Linked DNA regions of Mus musculus: region 1 is linked to region 2. The links are chromatin contacts, called in public promoter capture Hi-C maps. All regions are on one chromosome and are shown on one strand. The core of a region is the stretch at or near the end of the contact, and the rest is flanking DNA. Distances in the headings are between cores, read along the strand shown.

What was found. Promoter capture Hi-C pulls out the DNA fragments that hold promoters and counts their contacts.
Region 1: a promoter capture Hi-C map of cranial neural crest shows a contact between it and region 2. The contact joins the promoter of Tiparp here to the promoter of Noct in region 2.

Annotation. Positions count from the first base shown.
Region 1 is chr3:65,527,102-65,529,955 of GRCm38.p6, reverse strand. It overlaps Tiparp (TCDD-inducible poly(ADP-ribose) polymerase), which reads right to left and starts at 1,509. Exons shown (of 6, transcript NM_178892.5): 1 at 1,324-1,509. It overlaps 4931440P22Rik (RIKEN cDNA 4931440P22 gene), which reads left to right and starts at 542. Exons shown (of 2, transcript NR_027955.1): 1 at 542-719; 2 at 791-2,473.
Region 2 is chr3:51,222,932-51,225,904 of GRCm38.p6, reverse strand. It overlaps Noct (nocturnin), which reads right to left and starts at 1,458. Exons shown (of 3, transcript NM_009834.2): 1 at 618-1,458. The coding sequence starts at 801.

The DNA of each region.
Region 1 (2,854 bases), core at 260-2,759, about 14 Mb before region 2:
AGTGCTAGTCTAAGTACAAAAGAGATTTATTTATTTTAAATAAATAAATATTTGAGTTCAGTATGAGCTGGCATTGTTAGAGAAAGCCTCACGAAGGAGGGATCTGACATGAGACATAAATAACTGGAAAGCAGCCAAGCCAGGCGTTATTATTCATCATTCGGTGCTCTTGCCTCAAGGCTCAGTTGGCACAGATTGTGGTATTCCCTCTCCGTATCTAACCCGCCTGTGCCTTCCCCTACGCACGCACACTATCCCCTCCTATCACACCAATCCAGGCAAAATACTAAAGCGATTTTATTTATACTTCTGCACACGCACATGCACGCACGCACGCACGCACACACACACTCGCACGCACACAACTTTTCCTCTTACTGCCCCTCCACCAAACTCGGAAACTCAACTAGGAAGCAGAGGAGTGGAGTGCGGAAGCCACCAGTTCCTCAATTAGTTTGCATAACAGAAAAATAAAAAGATTGGAAGGTCGTTTCCTCCGGTCGCCCGCAGCGGGCAACCCAATCGCGCCACCCTTCACCTCGTGACGCCCCGGTCGTCTGGCACCACGAGCTGGTCACACCTTCCATGGAAACCGCCGGCTCCAAACAGCCAAGGAGTGAGACGCCCGGGTCCGAGCGACGCCTCCTGCCGGCCGCGCTCCGCGCAGCCACGACCTCCCGCCGCGCCCGTTCCACCGGGCTCCGCACTTCGCCGAGAGGGTGAGCATCCCCGCCCTCACCTTGTCCTCAGGGACCCGGGCGCCCCCTCACTCCCGGCCCACCTTCCTCAGGACCCGACCTCCCCGCCTCCCCGAAGCCACTCAAGGCGAGTCCACAATGAATTCCCCCCCACCCCGGCCCTGCCTCCTTCCCGAGGACCGGCTGGCGAGTCCCGGAGCTTGCAGGGCCGAGCCGCAGCGGACACTCCGGGTGGCGGGGAAAAGGAAGGGGAACCGGTGCGGCACTCAAAGTTAACTCGAACACAGCCTGCAAACTTCTGGGCTGCAGCCCGGAACGCGCGCCGGCCGGAACGCTCCCGCAGCGCCGAGCCCTCCCGCAGGGGCTGCCCCGGCTGCAACCCCCCGAGAGGAGTCGCGGGCGGCCCCGCAAGCCCTGCGGCGCCAGTCCATCTATCCACCTGCCCAGCTCCCGGCGCTGAACCCGATCCCACCCCGCCACCGACGGACGCGAGCGCATTCAGCTCTCCCGGGCAGTCTAGGGATCCGCCGCTGTCCCGACGGGGACTCGGGGCGGCGAGGCTGGCGCCCGCCATCCCGCTGGGGGTCCCTCCGCCGCTCGCTGCCCACCCCCCAGCCCCTTTTACCTCAGGCAAGCCGCCCTTCGAACGCAGCCCAGGCGCGGCGTGGAGGGCCGCCTCTGCGCCAGCGGTCCGAGCCGAGGACGAGGGCCGGTGTCTAGGGGTCGTGGGCGGCCGACGCGGCGAGCGGCGCGCGGGCCATTCCGCGGACCTGAGCGCTGAAAGCCGCAACTGCTCTCGAGGCTCCAGCTCGCTCGCCTGTCAGCTCCAGCTCTGCTTTAAGTGGCTTCCGGTCTCCTCCCCCGGGCCGGCTCGTCTTCGGGGAGGGAGGAGCTTCGGGGCCGAGAGGGGGTGGGGTGGGGTGAGGGGGCCGGGCGATCAGTGAGTGCCGGGAAGCTGGGGCCCCGCCTCCCGTGCGCGTGCTCCGGACGGAGGGGCGCGCGGCGGCTCGGCGCTCCGGGGAGGAGGAGGAGGAGGGAGGGGAGTGTCCGCTCGCGAGCGGCCGAGGGTCCCCGAGGCTCTGACGGTTCGCGAGGCCGGGGAGGCTACCTCCCACCCCCCGTGAGCCTGCGAGGAGAGGAGGCGCGCGCCGCGTGGGGCGGACTCCACCTGCCTGCGGACAGATGCAGGGTCACCGTGTTCCGCGGACACCCGGGCACGCGATGTGAGAGAGGCTGTGAGACGGAACGGCCGGTTTCGGTGCGGTTGCCTTTGTTTATCTGCCTCCTTTCAAGACGCCTCCAGATCCCGAGGGGGAAGCGAGTGGCCGCCTCCGCCGCTGCCTCCAGACGGGGTCGCCGGCCCCGCGCCGTACGGGCGGGAAGGCTGAGCCCGCCCCGCCGCCTGTTCCCGGACAGCCTCCGCTAGGGGAAGCCAATGTTAGGGTTTTGACAATAGAGATGCCTATGCGCGTGTTTTGCAGCCCACGGATCACGTAGTGACTAATTCATTTAACAAGTCAGAGCGCCTCTTCCGCGCCGAGCGTGTACTAGGTTTAGAACTACGACCTTCATCACCCAGACCCCACGCCCTGCACTCATAGAGACTTAGGGAACCGAGAGTTAACCTCAAAAATATACATGAAACTGGCATCTGGATTGTAACTTCATGTATTCAATAGCTTTTTGTTGTTGTTGTTTTTTTAGTTGGAAATAAACATTAAATTTGTATAATCCGAATTTAAGAAAAAAAATTAAAAGATCGTACTTATTCAAAAAAAAAAAAAAGGGGATCCTGGAAAAACAGGCTAAGCAGAGGCTGTGGTTCCCAAGTTTTATGGCACTGCTAACCCAGATTAATGATCACCCAGCAGTGTTGTTTCAAATTGCATCAAGTAAAGGCCCTCAGACTAAAGTGGAAAGGTTGGGACAGAATTCAAAGACTAGTATATAAGCAAAATTAAACTATTTTTAAAAAACTATAATAAGATTGCAGTATTTCCAACGTTTTAAAACTGTCCCAACTTTACCTACTAACTTAATGATTACCAAAAATATTTGCAAAAACAATGTTTTAAGTAAATTTATGGTTTTATGTTGGGTTGCATCCAAACTTAATCCTGGGACACACACATGCAGCCCTCATGTCTCCGGTTGAA
Region 2 (2,973 bases), core at 209-2,708:
TCTAGAAAAGTACTATGGAATAATTGCTGGTTCTGAAGGAGCGCCTACATTAAGTAATTGCTAGATTTGAGGGAGAAACTACTCATTTAAAAGCCATACTTGATTTATATGTAGTTTGTGACCGTCGCAATCTGCTTTTAGGCAGAAAGGAGACACTTAAAAAACACAAGATGATGTACAGAACTGACTTCATGAAAGGTTGATTTACCAGGGATTTAAGACGAAGTGGAAGACTCCCCCCCTTCCAAAACATAAATAAATTAATGAGCGTAACGAGTTAACATGTGCTATTACTACCAGGGCTTTGAGAAGATTCAGAGCCTGTAGGCCCTGCAAACCCAAGATCATGCCATTTTTAGATATTTTTTCCCCTTCATGAGGATGTCCACAAGCCGTCTGCAACCAAAGCGTTACCGCCCTGCATCGGGGGGTGGGGGTGAGGGGTAAAGCAAAACGTTAGCGACTGGGGTCACTGTGGCCACCGGGGATTCAGGGGGATCAGACACGAACGCGGAAAGCGAGGCCCCCTGAGCGGCGTTCCCTCCCTCCCGACGCGACGCCGGGGTGAACGCAGGGGACCAGCCCGCGGCGCCCATTCATTCCGCGCTCCCGCTCACCTGTTCGGGGACGCGACCTCGCGGCGCCCGAGGCCGCCGCCGCCTGCAGTTGCGGGGACTTGGGCCGAGATCCGAGCACCGGCGGGGCGAGCGTTCGGCGCGGGCCGGGCACGAGTGTGCGGCGCAGGCCGGGGGCGTCCCTGAGCAGCAGGGCCGAGCAGAGCCGCCGCGGGCTCTGATACATGCCGGGCGCCGCCGCGCTGACGAGCCGGGCCGAGCTGGGCGGGCGACGGTGGGGTGGGGGTGGCGCGGGACCGCTGCGCTGCGGGGTGTTCCTTCCTCCTCGTCCCTCGGCGCCGACCGGGCGAGCTGTGCCGGGAGGCAGACGCGGCGGCGGCAGCAGCGGCGGCTCACTGAGGCGAGGGAGCTAGCGCCGGGGAGCAACCGGCGAGCGGCGGCGGAGCGGGCGCTACCACGCGGTGGCTGCAGAGGGGGGGATCCGCGCGCACGACCAGGGCGCAGTCAGACCCGGACAGCTCCGGCCGAGAATGGACCGTCTGGATCAGTGACAGCGACTGTAGATCTCCCACGGGGCGGAGGCTGGGGGCTGGCTGACACCGCGGGGATTCGTTAGAGAGGCGTTCCGGGAGCCTCTGTCCCCTCCCGCCGGCTGCAATGGGAGCGTCCACAGGCTGGGAATCCCGGGTTGGTGCCAGCGCTGAGTGTGTGCGAGCGCGTGTCTGGGAGAACGTCCTCCCCGAGCTGTGGGCTCCACGCTCCGCGGTGCTGAAGGAGATTAGGCACCAGGACGCGCTGGCTACTTGTGTGGCGGCTGCGACAAGCATCCGCCCCTCAGGCACGAGAGGCGGAAACGGACTGCAGGGCGTTGAGCGTCAGTCCTGCCAGAAGGTCTGGTGGAATTGGCCTTGGAGCTAGCTGGGCCCTGATTGGAGGGCTGGAAGTCACACCTGGGAGACAGCACTGTAGTTATGGAAAATGAAGGCTAAGGGAATTGGGGAGGGGGGGGGGAAACAAAACAAAACAACCCCCCCCAACCCAAAACAACTGCTTGGGATGGGCCAGACGTAATTTGGACTGTTACCGAATTTAAAGCATTATCCATCCAATAAACCACTGAAAAAGCCAAATTGAAAGTGGAAAGCAGGTGCGGCGGTGAGGGCGACCGCCTTTAATCTCAGCACTGGGGCAGGGGCCCGGATCTTCAACATGGTCTGGAGAGATCCGGCCGGCCAGAGCTACACAGTGAAGCTCTGTCTCAAAATAAAAACAAAGAAACAGAAAAACACCAAACAAACAAAACCCTCAAAACAACAACAAGAATACAAACGAACAAAACTGAAAAAAGGAGATGTACTTAATATGCCCACATGGGGTAGAAGGACGAAGAGTTAACCTCTCTCTGGGATCCCAAAATGAGATTAAAGTTCAAATAGAAGGCCAGGGGTATGCACATCTCAGCAGTCCGGGTCAAAGCGATCTGACTAGATAGAACTGTGTGAATTCCCGCTTCCTGAAAGAATTCCCCCTCAAGCAAAGGCCTTTTCCTTTTCCCAGCAGGAGTTTCCTGAAGGAAATTCCCATTTCTTGGGGGGTCCATTGTTTCAATAGTCTGAGAGTCAGATGCACACACCCACATTCTCTTGAGAAAACCCTTATTTTTGTCAGCTCTGTTGCAGGGATGCTAGGATATGGTCAGAGCTGTGTTTTAATCGGATGCCATATGTTCCAGGAAAATGCTGGAGATGTTGCTCAGTGGTGGAGCACTTACACAGCACTTGAGAGGCCCAAGACTCACATTCTCACCTAAGGGGGTATGGAGAGGGAAGGGGTGGGGGGAGGCGGAGAGGGAAGCAGGAGAGAATGAGTTGAAGAAATACCTCAGGTAGGTTGTGTAAGGAGTGACTAACCCTAACCGGGAATGGAAAAGAAACTTTGAATGAGTATCGTCACCAAGGATTCAAAATGCTTTCCAGACCTGGCCTAAAACATCTAACACCCACAGGATACGGATGAATCAGCTGACAAGCCGATGACAGCATCGGGGCCAGGAACTCCTTAGCTGGTCATTATTAGCGTCTGAGGCTCAGTTTTCTTATCTGTACAGCAATCAATCGCCCATGAGTCATTAGGCAAGGCAAAGGGTCATAAGAAGGTAGCAAGTGCTTTGCAGATAGAACAAAATACAGCAGTTGGTTTACAGTTTAGGTAATGGATCTATGGATGCTGACTCCCTCCCTCCCCCAACCCCCACCACACACCACATTTTCTCCCCCCCCTTCCCTTTCTTACTCCTGTAAGCAGTTTGTCAGTAGCCAAGAAAGCACAGCAGAGGGAGCAGAGAGGGTCAACCAGAACTTGTAATGAATGAGACAGCCTTAAGGAAATTAGATACTCC